Regions from separate parts of the Zea mays genome. Here all the other regions are linked to region 1. A link is a contact called in public Hi-C data. All regions are on one chromosome and are shown on one strand. Each heading gives the region's core, a stretch centred on a gene start, on an enhancer-like site or on the middle of the called end of the contact. The rest is flanking DNA. Distances are from core to core; before and after follow the strand shown.

The links. Hi-C and Micro-C count contacts between places; a contact is called where the count stands out from the background.
Region 2: a Hi-C map of tassel shows a contact between it and region 1, with 3 times the contacts expected there. The contact joins the enhancer-like site here to the promoter of LOC100383233 in region 1. A contact is called at or near these places in 3 of 25 Hi-C or Micro-C datasets (ear, leaf and tassel).
Region 3: a contact with region 1 is called in a Hi-C map of leaf, with 9 times the contacts expected there. The contact joins the promoter of LOC100191526 here to the promoter of LOC100383233 in region 1. A contact is called at or near these places in 2 of 25 Hi-C or Micro-C datasets (leaf and tassel).

What each region holds. Positions count from the first base shown.
Region 1 is chr10:123,268,222-123,273,056 of Zm-B73-REFERENCE-NAM-5.0, reverse strand. LOC100383233 reads right to left here and starts at 2,645. Exons shown (of 6, transcript NM_001175895.1): 1 at 2,193-2,645; 2 at 1,821-2,076. The coding sequence starts at 1,914.
Region 2 is chr10:123,072,588-123,077,422 of Zm-B73-REFERENCE-NAM-5.0, reverse strand. It overlaps LOC100383321 (NAD(P)-linked oxidoreductase superfamily protein), which reads right to left. Exons shown (of 7, transcript NM_001354326.1): 3 at 2,004-2,256; 4 at 1,491-1,904; 5 at 1,000-1,243; 6 at 293-469; 7 at 1-56. The coding sequence starts at 1,843. Among protein-coding and RNA genes, the nearest start is that of LOC100383321, 7.2 kb to the right of the region's middle. Within about 2 kb of position 2,057, at least 11 of the 20 cell types and tissues checked have an H3K27ac peak or open chromatin away from gene starts, as enhancers often do. A contact at or near this core is called in ear and tassel, where this site is marked.
Region 3 is chr10:123,116,288-123,121,122 of Zm-B73-REFERENCE-NAM-5.0, reverse strand. It overlaps LOC100191526 (putative oxidoreductase, aldo/keto reductase family protein), which reads right to left and starts at 2,104. Exons shown (of 1, transcript NM_001136957.1): 1 at 511-2,104. The coding sequence starts at 1,572. The coding sequence ends at 757.

The DNA.
Region 1 (4,835 bases), core at 1,396-3,895:
CTCCATAAGCACAAAAGCAGAAGTACTTTTAAATTAGTACAAAAATATAAAGATATAATCCTTATATTATGATCACCAATAAGAAGCCAAGTCACAAGAAGCAAAATAAATGTACAGGCACATGAGGATAAAGCTCAAACAACAGACTACTTATAACTGAAAGGGTGTGCACACATCTGCCCCAGAACCCATTATTTCATCTTGTACCCAGCAACAATCGAGTCCTCTACATCCTTCCAACAGGACAATCGGATCACTCTTTGTTAAGTTGAAGCACATCTCCAAGCAAACAGACTCCAAACTTTAGCCACACTTCATGCAGCCAGGCCCAAGCCAGTGGTGCCAAGAAAGCAACATATCTGCTGCAATTGGCTAACTGATCGCATCAATTATGTAAAGCATGAGATGGTGGTGAACTGGCTTATTGAGTTATGAGTTTATGTTTATCCAGATGCTCACCATTTGCTTTGTGTTGCAACTGGAAAATCAAGGCATCAGACTTAGAAATTCCTAATCTTCTCTGTTTCTACAGCTCTACAACACACCCTAGCTTCTAATCTTGCAATGCTCGACTTCTACCCATACACCCAGCATTTAACGATTGATTGAAAGCGTCTAGGTCCTCCATCCGAAGCTGGTCTATACTGTATTTATGATGTAAATGAGCAAACCGAGGAAGCATGCCAACCCCACCTGCATAACTTCTCATAGCTCCCTATGAAACATGGATTTCACTGAGTAAATGTAATTGCGTATACAAAGGGGCACTACATGGTACGAGTACAGTCTCATATAAGCAGAAACCCCAAATACAGAAAGTACAAAATGGTTATCTTGCAGGCTACTGGCGTGGTTTACGCCACTGATGGTTGAAGCTGAAGTGCGTTCTCACAGCTGCAGAATCATGTGTGTCAACTGTTCCTAACCCTTGCTGCTAGCTGGACTACAAAGGCAACACCAAAACAGGGCTAACAGACAAGCAAAAAAAAACAATGCTTGGAACCACCTCCAAGCTGTTCCCATTTTTACTCCAAGGAGTTTGGGGTTGTTTGTAAGGCCCTGTTTGGGATAGCTCCAGTTCCAAAAAAATTTGGTAGAGTTGGTGGAGCAGGTCATTAGGTGCTCTAGAAAATCGTGGAGCTGAAGTTGTAAGTCATTAGAAGGCATTTAGATAAGTCATTTCGTTTATTATTTAGATTAAAATATCTTAAAACTATTTAAATTGATATTATAAACTACAGCTCCACACTAGAGCTGGAACCTGGAGCCATCCCAAACAGGGCCTTACAAACAACCCCAAACTCCACAATAGTCAGTGCAGTTACATTGTCACAAAATACTGAGAAACGTCAGTTTCTTAATATAAAAGGCAAGGCTATATCCAAAGCAATGATTCCCTAACAGCTCCCTCAATAGTAACCATAGTTAGCAAAACTTACATAATATAACATGCACCACCACAAACTGTCCTGATTTACATGCAGCATAATAATTGTAACACTTTTCATGCAAATATCGCTGATGTACCACAATGCATAAATGGAAAGCTTGTTTTAAAGAAACTAGCATGGAATTTGGAGTAGTAATTTCTCGACATAGAATTGAACTAGCTTCTACCATGCACAAAAAAGGCACCACTTGGCATGTATAAATCTAGGTACCAGCGGGATAACTTCCACTGTAATACTATCCGGTGCCACTACAAACCTATCTGTTGCAACTTCTCGCCGTAACATCCATAAACGTAACGTGCAATGAATCACACACGAATGTTATCCATAGCAACAAACAGACAGTTGGGATTTAGACGGCAAGCTCACCTGTGTGGGGCAAAGTCGCCGGCTTATAGGTTGTGGCAGGTACTGTGGGCCGCAGCAGCCATTCTGGCTTCAGCGAGGGCTCACTTCGCTCCATGCCCGCGACAAAATCAGCACTGTCCACCAATCCAGTCCACCACCACCAGGGGCGGACTTAGCGTGGGGCATGGGGGTTCAGTTGAACCCCCGAAAATATGGGGATATATAAAGTCCTCGTGCACCTCTATAGATTGATATTCCGCGCCTGAAGGATAAAAACCTAATAGAGCCATGCAAGGATTAGATTGTATTAGCAGACCATCACGTCGAGAACAAATCCGTAGGTACATGAAAACAACGGGAATCCTTCGAACAATCCATGCTAGGGTTACTCACCACCGAACGAAGAGGAATGGATCCACGCCCTGGTGGATCTCCACCCCACGCCACTCGAGTACCAGAAGAGCGCGGGGGCGGCGATGAAGAGGAGAGCGCCGCCGCTTCTGGACGAGAGTGAATTTCCGCGGGAGGAGCCCCGGCCTCGCGGGCGGAAGAAGGCCCTCGATGAAGGGTCGGTCGCGCCAATCTGTGGCGGCAGTAGGGCGGAGAGAGCGAGAGCGAGACGAAACCCTCGGGCGGAAATCCGCGGCAGCGGCTCCGACACGAGGCGGGCGGGACCGGTCGCAGGGCGGCGGCGAGCACGGAGGATTGGGGAATTTCAGCGGGGATTTGCGGGATTCGGGACGGGTTCGGGGGAGCGCCTTGGGGACGAACGGATTTGGAGCGCTGGATTTCGGACTGGATTTTTCCTTCGCTGGGAAATTTCTGTGCCTCCGGTGGGTTTGTGAATTTCGTGAGGGGAGGCGCGTGTGTGTGTGTGGTGGAGTACTTGTCTGTCTCGGCGGGGGAAGAGAAACCCTCCGGTCCGGCTCTCCGGTCCTCTCGGAGTCTCGTGTGATCGTGTCCCTCTGGCTCTCCCTACGAGTTCGATGACGGTTGCTGGTTTCCCTCGTGGTCCATTCCATTTGGGTTTATCTCTTCGTCATATGTCATCTCGATAGTGCATTTTCAGTCCAGTTTTTTTTAGGATATTGTTGATGGAAATTCTAGATGCTAGCTTTATTAGCTTTAGGTCCTATTTAGACCTAGTTTAGAACTATTAAAACTAATAGTTATCTACTAAAAATAATTGTTGGGTTTCAAATACCATTGGTTAATATCATAGCTAATTGTTAGCTACCTCACAACTAGCAGTTAGTTTATTAGCTGGCTCAGCCCAGCTAATAATTTATTATCGAGAGGTAATAGTTAGTCACCTAATAAATCATTAGCTAGATTGAGCCAGCTAATGAACTAATTATTAGCTCAGAGCATCTCTATCAAGAAATCCTATATTTGAGTCCTGAAATTTAAAACACAATATGATTTAAAGTGTTTAGGGTCACAAGTTTTTTTGCAACTCCAACAATTGATTCCTATATAACGTTATTAGAAAACAAATCATATTATTTAGGAAATAAAATATTAGAATATTGTACAAAACAAGAATAGGGCTCCAGCATATGGGGTCCTATATTTAGGATATAATGGACCGAGTCCTATAATTATTTGATGAAATTTTGTGAAATAGGACTCTCATGGTTTCTGAAACCAGAGGACAATAAGATTTGTATTCGGCAGGGGTGTTAGTGCGGACTCACCCCGAACGGTGACCTACACGGGCTCGAAGGTGGATCTGATACGAGTGGGTTATACTTGTTTAGGCTAGAGCTCTAGTCCAGTGTAGTGATGACTGATGACAGTACTATTGCTTGGAGCGTGTTACAGTTGGGTGCTTGTGTGAAGCTGTGGGATGTCGTCTTGGATGAGGGTTGCATTGTCCTTTTATAGCTCAAGGTAGACGTTACAAACTTGTATTCTACTGGGATGGAGTTCGGCCTCCCGCTTTTGGGCCTCATAGCCCTTATGGTGTCGTCTGCTGGGTCGTGCGCCGCCGTACCCCTGGTATGGGTCGCGTCTCGTCCGTTAGCCAATGGGTTCCTGTAGCTGTTCCGATATAGACGTAGCGGTGCTTGGTGGGTTCGGTCGAGTCAGCTCGAGGTGAGGTTTAGGAATGTCTTCAGTACAACTTCATCTTCCGTCATCCTCTTAGCGTCACCTTTAGTACAACTTCATCTTCCGTCATCCCCTTAGTGTCACCTTTGATCATGTGTAGGCGTATGCCTGGTACGGTGTATTGCCTCGTCCCTTCCGGCGTATGAGTGAAACTGTTCCAGTGACAATGCCAACTAATACGACTTCGGACGAATACGCTATCCTCGAAACTAAACTCCTTGTATGGTCGAGAATGAATGGATTCCCCTATGGCAATTTCTTATTCCTGCTATCATAGCCTGGCTGGGATCTTAGCGGCACATTCTGACCTTGCTTCATAGACAGCGGTACCTTTCTCAGCTTATTCTAGATAGAGATAGTTAGTTTCCTCTAGATAGCTAGTTTCCTTTTTTTGGAAGATTGAGATTGACGCTTGGCAAATTGGGTTGACGACGCGCCATATGGGTTTGAGGATAGTGCCAGAAGTGCCGTAGCTCCTTTGCTGTTCGTGGAGGCTGGCTATTTGCAGTTGACTTCCTTCCCGAAGTGACTGGCTAGAATTCTCATACGATAATAGGAGAGAGATGCCGATAATTGGAGAAGGCGAGACCAAGCCTGCCGGGAGAGGAGAAGTGGCTTACGAGGCTAGAATAGAGTTGGTTGGTGCTGATACCAGTAGCTGCAGCTGCCGGGGAAATCTGTCCTGTCGGTTCGCGAGGAGTTGAAGTTGTTTGTACTTACTTAGACCCCAATGAGTCTATGGCTTGCCAGCCTCTATCTAGTCCTCTGCAGGTCAGGTAGAAAGACGGAAAGACTTAAAGGGAAGTTCTTGTTCTTATCTAGCGCAAAAAGCATAAGGATGAATTGGTTTTCCCTTCAAGCCACAACAGCGGTATGAGTTAAGATCCAAATCTAGCAAGAATCTTTCGCCACCCACATAGGAAA
Region 2 (4,835 bases), core at 808-3,307, 200 kb after region 1:
CCGAAACTCTTGACAACCACGCTAGCGCCTTGCTCGTAGATCCACCTCAGCGAAATCTAGGAGAGAACGAAAAGTAGTTATGCTGATTAGTGTTAACATCATACAAAGAGTTTAGAAAACCATTCTGAAGAATACAAACTGCACATACTTAGTCAATACATTAAGCTAAAGGTGCTAATATAAATCCGGTAGTTATTACCTTTGAAAGCCTTAAAAAAATTGAACTGTGGCCAGAATTTTGAACAACTGCTACACTTTAAGGTAGACACATTGAGGGATCAGTTGGTAATACCTGAGCCACTGACTTTCCTCTAGCCTTTGCAACCTCTTGCAGAACCTCAGACTGCATTACTGGATTGACCTTAGACGTGCTTTGGCCTGCTAGCGGAGAATAGGCAGTCAAATGAATACCTTTGTCTTTGCAGAACTCAGCTAACCTTTTCTGCTGCCAAATTGGATTCATTTCAACCTGCTCAAGCCAAGGTTATCTCACATGTCAGTGTATGGTGTAGGTATACTTGAGGATATACAATATACAAAGTTATTTTTAATTTGAAACAATTATCCCCTAAAACACCCACTTTTCGTTCAATGATGACTATTTACATATTAAAAAACCTTCAAGTTCTAATGTTCTATATTCATATGGAATATTAATATCCATGTGACACTCTTTCTTCTTTGATGAAAAGAAAGGCACACAGCTATTCTGCATGTTCGATAAAAATAAATACAGTAAAACATCCTGTTCTTCCTTTTGTGGTCTTTTGCGCAGTAGAAATTTCACGGTAATTTGTATAGAAATTTTATACGAATCAGTTTGTTTTTTACAACAAAAACGCATGAAACGTGAAAATGTCCAAAGGGGGCCTTATATAGAGTATATCATGCTTATCAATCATTAAGAAAAGGACTACAAGAACCTGAAAGACCCACAACTAACTGAGGTTACTGGCTTACTGCCATTGCCACCACCTAACTCATATGATCTGCACAGACCTGATTTACTGACGGGGGGATTTTAGCAATGGCCAGTAGCTCTTGGAGCTTCTTTGTTGTGAAATTGCTGACACCAATCATCCTAGCAAGGCCAAGCCGGTGGCATTCCTCCATTGCCCGCCATACACCTATTAGGTCCATGGGCATGATGTCCTCCCTTTTAAACGGGAACTGTGGCTTGCCGGGCTTTGCAGCTATCGGCCAATGAACCAGGTACAAATCAACATAATCCATTTGAAGGTTCCTACAGATGAAGAGATAAGAACCTTGATTGCCACAAAAAAACACTGATTTTAGTGTATTTGGTACTTGGAGCTACTGCAAATGCAAAACTGGCAGACTGAAATCGAAGCATTTAGTTTCTAAGATTCAGATCTAATTGTTGTTGCTAGTCCTTTCAAGAACCGAAATTTGAACCGCAGAGCGTTACCATCCTATTTGAAAGCAAATAAAAAGAAGCAGCAAAAAAGTTAAGCTCAACAAGCGCTTACTGCAAGCTCTCCTTGAGGGAAGGTAGCACGAGATCCGGGTGGCACTGCGAGCACCACATCTTGGTCGTCACGAACACCTCCTCCCTGGACGCCACGATCCCGCGCCGCGCTGCCTCGGCCACGGCGTCGCCGACGGCACGTTCGGAGCGGTAGAGCGAAGCGGTATCGAGGTGGCGGTATCCGAGCTCCAGTGCCGCGAGGACGGCGGTCCTGACGTTTTCCTCCACGAACGGGAACGATGCCGTGCCGAGCCCCACGGCCGGCACCGGCCGGCCAGCCGGGCCCACCAGGAACTCTGGGATCTCCGGGTTGCTGGTAGTCCTGGTACCGACATTCCTTGGTGGTGATGCCATGGCCGGAGCCCGGAGCTGCCTGGTTGCTGCTTGCGAACGACGACGACGACGGCGCAATGACCTTTTGCCCCAGTTTTCAAATTCCAACGTAGAATGAATACTATTATACTAATAGGATCACAAAGTTGGGTTTTCAATATCTATATAGTATATACTGTACCTGCCATAGCCGAAATATCAAATATGGGCCGCGAGGTGGAGCCGAGTGGGATGCAATGGTACCCTGAGACTGAATGCAGGTTATGCAGCACCCGCTCGCTGCCCCCTCCGCTTTTCCTACGGGCTCTTTATTGCCGTAATGGTAGCCGCTACTAGCTCCTCTACATCTCATCTACATGCTACAATCTTGGTGGACAGCACAGAAAACTTGTCAGCTTTGGAGTTACGGCAGCAGCTCACTGCTCACCCATGCTCTGCAGTAGTTGTTAGAAGAAAAAAAATGATATTAAATGATGAATGGGTTTATAAAATAATATTTTATGGTTGGAGTGAGATATAGAGGGAAAACTTAGAGGAAACTGATGTGAGAAGAAGAGAAGTAGGAGATAGAATCTAGATGACATAGCTGCATAGTATGATATAAAAGGAAAAATTTAGAGATAAGTGTTGCAGTCAGTCTGACTGCGAGGTCAGTTTGCTCCCGCCCAACATAATCAGAATAGATGGAAACTAAAAGCCTATTTGTTTAGCCTATAGATTATATAATCCAACTCAAATAAATTAAGGGGTAAACAAACAACATAAATTATTAGATGAATTATATAATCTAGATACCTAGATTATAATAATCTATAAGCAGGTGAATATGTGCTTATATAAACTACTAGCCAGTTGCTCGTGTTTTGCTACGATTTTTATATGCTATATAAATACGTATTGAGATATTTATTCAAATATAATATTTACTACATATTAAGTCAATAGTGTAGACCATCCCCGTGCCCCCGCCTCTCCCTCCGCATGAACGCCCCCGTCTCCCCCCTGTGAAATCTGCAACCCCCCACGCGCCGACAAAGCCGCAAGGGGATAGTGATAGACGACAAGGAGAAGGAGATTGTCAACAACAATGAGCCAAAGGGAGATAAGTCCATCGACTCACGCTCAAACAACAAGAACAAGGACGGGAAGAAGAAGAGGCGCTTCAAAAAGATAGTCTACGACAGCGATGCCTCCCAATCTTCACCGAAGGACGACGACTCTTCTTCAAAGAAAAAGACGGTTCACGAAAATTACTCTTTTGATTATTCCCGCATTCCGTACAACTCAATGCTCATTTATTGTCTATTCCTTTTGGCAAGCCCCCTCACTTTGATGGGGAAGATTGTTCGTTTTGAAATCATAAAATGCGTAGTCATTTATTTTCTCTTCATCCTAGCATTTGGAAAGTAGTAGAAAATGGAATGCATTTTGATAGCAATGATAATGCCATATTTATTAATGAACAAATTCATAAAAATATCCAGGCTACTACTTTTCTTTTAGCATCTCTATGCAGGGATGAATACAACATTTTTAGTAGCTTGGACAATACCAAGGAAATATGGGACACCCTCAAAATCACTCATGAGGGTAATGATGCCACAATGATCACCAAGATGGAGTTCGTGGAAGACGAGTTGGGGAGGTTCGCCATGAAGAGGGTGAGGAGCCAACTGAAACGTATAACAGGCTCAAGACCCTGGTGAACAAAATCCGAAGCTATGGAAGCACAAGATGGACGGATCACGACGTCGTGCGTCTCATGTTAAGGTTGTTTACTGTTATTGATCCTCATCTTGTTAATCTTATTCATGAAATCCCAGGTATACCAAAATGTCGCCCAAAGAAATTCTTGGTAAGTTTGTAAGTGGGCGCATGATGGTAAAAGAAGCAAGGTATGTCAACGACATCGCCAACGGTCCTCTTCCTCACTACGAGTCGTAACCCATTGCACTCAAAGCAACGACCAACTAGGAGGATCAGAACAAGAAAGGGAAGAATGAGAAAAGGAAGTTCTATAGAAAGAAGGGTGAGGCGCACATCAGCAAGGAATGGGACTCGGACTCCTCTTCATCCGACTCCGACGACGAAGTTCTATAGAAAGAAGAAGTGCGAGGAGGATCAACAAGGAATGTTTCCTATTTCTATGTATTTGGGAGCAAATGCTACATCTTGGTAAAGAAAGATAGACATTCAAAGTTTGCTCCCAAAGCCATTGAAGGGTTTTTACTTGGTTATGATTTAAATACAAAGGCATATAGGGCCTTCAACAAATCTTTGGGTTTAGTTGAAGTCACTAGTGACATTTTATTTGATGAGACTAATGGCCCTCTAAGAGTGCAAGTTGATCTTCATGACATAGATGAAAACGAGGTTCCAACGGTAGCAATGAGGACTATGGCGATAGACGATGTGCGACCACAGGAACAACAAGTGCAAGATCATCCCTCTTCCTCAACGATGGTGCATCCTCCGACTCAAGATGAGGAACAGGTACCACAAGACGACGACATGGATCAAGGGGGAGCACAAGAATAAGAAGAAAGGGAGGAGGAAGAAGTACCACATGCACCTCCAACCCAAGTCCGCACTAACATTCAAAGGGATCAACTGGTGGATCAAATCCTTGGTGACATTAGCAAGGGAGTTACTACACACGTATTGCTAATTTTTGTGGGCACTACTCTTTTGTTTCTTCTATTGAGCCTTTCAGGGTAGAAGAAGCCTTGCAGGATCCAGACTAGATGTTGGCCATGCAAGAGGAGCTAAACAACTTGAAGAGAAATGAAGTATGGAGTTTGGTGCCACATCCAAAGTAAAATGTTGTTGGCACAAAGTGGGTGTTTCGCAACAAACAAGACGAGTACGGGGTGGTGACAAGAAACAAGGCAAGACTTGTGGCAAAAGGTTATGCCCAAGTTACAGGTTTGGATTTTGAGGAGACTTTTGCTCCTGTAGCTAGGCTTGAGTCTATTCGAATACTATTAGCCTATGCTGCTCACCATTCTTTTAA
Region 3 (4,835 bases), core at 855-3,354, 150 kb after region 1:
GGTCGCTTCACGGTCGCAGGGAAGCGAAGCCTGTACGAGCTGTGAGGCATGTAAGGAGCTATGAGCGAACCGGAAGGCTGCTCCATTGTAGCATGGGGCAGCATGCGGCGTGGACCGGGCATGCGGTGAGATGGTGAGGCGGCTCCCATGTCACCTGGCAGCGCTGACTAGGCAAGCTGAGATGTGGCAAGGATGTGGCATATGTGGAGATTTGAGGAAGATCTTTGTACTATATTAAAGCATCAGTTTTTTCTGATTACATTTTCACGGTTCTATCATCGTTACTTTTACAAAAAAGGCTCTTTGTTTTTTAAATCAACCTCAGTCCACTGATTCGATCGAATCCACATTTTAACATTTAATTGGTAAAAAACTAAAAAAAATATGTACAAATACATATTTAAAACATAGTTATTGGCTCTAAACTTATATTCACACCTAACTAACCAACAAAACACACATATATTTATGTTTTATACTCTATACTCAAATATACACGGAAACGTAGTTGTTCGTAAAACCCCACTTTATTTAGATCAGAAAATTCATACAAAGTTTACGGAACCATGTACTATAGCTCGACCGTTCCAAAGAAGTCCTCAATATTATACGATCACAATCTTTACTGAACTGAACGGGGATGGAAAACATCGTGGAATACACCCCCGAAACACCGAGGGCGAACGTTGCCTTATTATTCGTATGTTCCTATACGGAGCAACACCGACAGGCGGGGGCCATTTTCCAGTCCAGTTCCTATTCCTCCACAATATTCAGTTCCGCTGGATCAACGGACGTGAACTCACCCTCCTGCGAGAACAAGCCGCTGGCCTCGACAACCTTCCTCTGCGGGATGTGGCTGATCTTGAGCCGGTCGTCATCGGTCAGCTCCCAGTCGAATATCTCGAGGTTCTGCTTCAGCCTCTCCCTGTTGTAGCTCTTGACGATGCACGTCACTCCCTGCTCATGTATCCATCGCAGCGCCACCTGGTAATACGGGAAGACAAAGGCAAAACTGAATAGAATGGTGTGGCAGACCAGACAGTAGACGACGAACGCGTGATCAACCAAACCTTCACCGGCCGGGGCAAACGTCCACGACACTGCTACCGCACGCCAGAAGACGCAGCCGGCAGCTAGCGTAACGCTCACCTGTGCCACGGTCTTCCCCCTCGCCCTGGCTATCTCCGCGAGCACCTCCGAGTCGAGCACGGCGTTGCCCCGCCCGTCCCAGTTCTGCCCTCCCAGCGGCGAGTAGGCGGCGACGTGGACGCCCCGGTCGGCGCAGTACGCCCGCAGCGTCCGCTGCTGCCACGCCGGGTTCAGCTCCACCTGGTTCACCGCGGGCGGGACCGCGGCGATGGCCAGGACCTTGTCCAGGTGCCTGGTGGTGAAGTTGCTGACGCCGATCGCCCTGGCGAGGCCCAGCCGCTGGCACTCCTCCATGGCGCGCCACACGCCCGCCACGTCCAGCGGCACCGCGTCCTCCTTCCTGTTCGGGAACTTGGGCGGCCCGCCGGCCGGCCTGAGGCACACCGGCCAGTGGATCAGGTACAGGTCCACGTACTCCATCTGCAGGTTCCTGCTCGATCCCACACGGCACGCACGTCGTCGGCACGCAAGACAAGAATCGCCTTTTTTTGTTAGAGAGAAAAAAAATCATTTACTACTACAGCTGGTTTCTGAGTGGTAGCAGTACTACAGAGTACAGTACTCACTCGAGAGTTTCCCGCAGGGACGGCAGCACGAGGTCCGCGTGGGTCTGCGAACACCACAGCTTGGACGTGACGAAGAGCTCCTCCCGGGACCTCAGGAGGCCGCGCCGCAGCGCCTCGGCCACGGCGTCGCCGAGCGGCTTCTCGGTGCCGTACAGGAAGGCCGTGTCGAAGTGGCGGAACCCCACCTCGATGGCCGCCAGCACGGCGTCCCTGACGGCCTCGTGCACCACGGGGAACGACGCCGTGCCCATGCCCACCATCGGCATCGGCTTTCCGTTGCCCGACCGCAGGGTCACCTCCGGCACCGCCGCCGCCGTCGTCCCCGTGGATGCCATGCTGATGCGGTCAAGTATGGCGCGCTGCAGTTGGAGGTGCGTCTAGTCTAGGTGTGCGGTGCGGAACAGGGAGGGACAGGGGTGCGCGAGCCAGAGCCTTGAGCCCGTGCTGGTATGTGGACAGGCGACGTGTGAGCTCTCGGTACTTCATCGCGTTGGCATTCAGCAGATGGGACCCGACGGGGACTTTTACCATCGGAGTAGTGTTTTGACGTCACCAGTTACGCTTCCACAGGTGATAACAGTGTGCGTTTAATTTGGAGCTCTTGCCGTGGCTTGCTTTGTCTGCGCAAAAGAAAACCAGCGTTTGGTGAAAGGGAGAACATTTTGGATCTTCCCGAGGTTTCCAGGGCTTGACAACCCCTCCACGAGGATGAAATCGGCCACACAATTGCCGGACGACCGCAAGACAAAGCTTGGGCCTAGACGGCTTCGTATGCCCTTTTTTTTCTTCTTCTTCTTCAAGTAACGATGCTCGTAGATCATAATGCCAACTACAGCAACGCCGTGCATAAAGACATGTATAACACCGTTTTGTAACGTAGATGTACTGTCTTCAAAAAGAAGTTTAAAATAGGAAACAAAATAATTGAGTGAGATAGGGAGTCTGTTTTGATAGTTTAAAGCAGGATACGTCGACGACAACATATATTTTCTACGATATTCAGTGTGTCGATCTAACAATAGTAACACTAGAATAAAAATGAACTTCATGCCAAAAGAGAGGAGCAGAAAACACATAAGATTTGAGGCCGATCTATATCTCATCTATGCTTTTTGTTACTAACATGGTCATAAAAATGTTGTCATTTTACCTAGCATGGCTTTTGAATACAATTTATTTCAAGTGGCACGACATACTGATAAATTCTTCTACACTCAGAACATTGCTAGAGGATATTCCTTAAGAAGGAAACCATGACTCTTGTGTTGAAGTTGGACACAACTTGGTGAGTCAGGACTACTCGTTACCCCTTTTGGACAAGGGTTTTCCTCCACAATGGATAAACTATGTGATCATGGTGTTAAGGACACCAACACCCAAGATGTTGTTCAATGGCATCTCTCTTGACCGGATCCAACATGATCGTAGCATCAGATAATGCGATCCCTTATCGCTCTCACTTTTCATCCAAGCGATCGGGCCATGTAATGTATACTCTCGTGTGTAAATAAAAAAGGCTCCTCATCAAGCTTGGAGGTACAACAACATGGTTCCATGCCACCTTATACACAACAACATGGTTCCATGCCTCCTTATACACTAACGATATAATGATGTTCATCAAAACAATGAAGGAGGATGTGGACATCTTAAAACTTACGCCTTCTTCATCTATTCAGTGAGGCCACATGGCTCGAAATAAAGTTGGAAAAAAGCATCATACCCATCGTTAACATAGTGGGTGTTGGGAAGAAGGCATCTAGTTGAAGGTCCAAATTATAATATTTCATATTATAGGCTAGGGTTTAATGGACTGGCCTTATCTTGCAACGCGATTAACTTGTTTGCAATATTTTTTTTTCTTCTTGCATTCTGGCTTCCAGATGAATACAATGCAGCTACACTTACGATAGCTGAAGATGTATTGTAATTTGTTTGCATAAATTGCTCAGCTCATGAGCAACTATTGCAGAAATTGTTTTGCATGTTTTTGCTGTCCAAATCCAAATAGACCCCATATATGATATTCAAAGAAACTAGTAGACTCCAATTGGAGTTTAGATTATCCAAATTCACTCCCACATATTTGGCTTATAATATCATGGTCCTGCCTATTGCTCCCTATAATGCTCTCTTGTCATTTTTATCTATGTAGTAAACCATATAGTAGATATATAAATGATACATGAAAAGATAGTCGATCTGATCGAGGAGGCTTTTGAATGATCATCGACACTTACATCTTTTTTCTCTTTTCCCATAGTTTTGTCTTATTGTAGGTAACATGTGGCGTGTAAATGTAGCCCTCAAGTGCTGCATTCAATAATTTATCTCAATTAGTGAATTTATCTTTTATAGTTAGAGTTGGCGGTATGTTGTGCCTTGACTCAAGGATGCATAATAGATCCTTGGTTCATTACTTTAGGATAAATATTTGTAGGTTGTTTGGATTCTCTTGCCTAGCTAATACACCGAGAACTAATGTTCAACAACGTTTGCTGTTATATATCACTGTGTTCATGTCCCTAAACAATCGTTTATTCACCTTACCACAAGGCAATATCGTTAAATCAGACAATGTTCATATAAAGTTTTGTTAGACTGTTGCAGTAATAGTATTTGCTTCACGCTCTGCTATTTGACAAAGAACATAGTGTAGTACCTGGATTCAATTTTACTATACCATTTGTTATATGTAACAGTTTAAGATAGAATAAATCTACTTGTACATATCTTCAATTTTGTCGCTATTCATACTCAAGTTCTCCGATGTGTTTTTGCTCTATGTAGGGTGAAGCATGGTAGGAAAAGACCCTCAATGTAGGTTATGTTAGTCATAAAAAGTTGGAAGAGATAATCATATTAGCAAGGAAAGATCATATTAACACGATATTATCATATTTGAGTACATGAATAATTATCTCTTATATCTTATTATAAAATCTGAAACAGTTGTTCATTAGATGGTTAGCTTGCATTTTATGCTACAATTACCTCAAATAACTTCTTGTTGCATGTTACACAATTTACGACATTTCTTGACACGTTTCACGGTAATCTCATGCGGAGAGAAATACATTTAGGCAACATTTGTTGTTACGAAACATATTGATGATT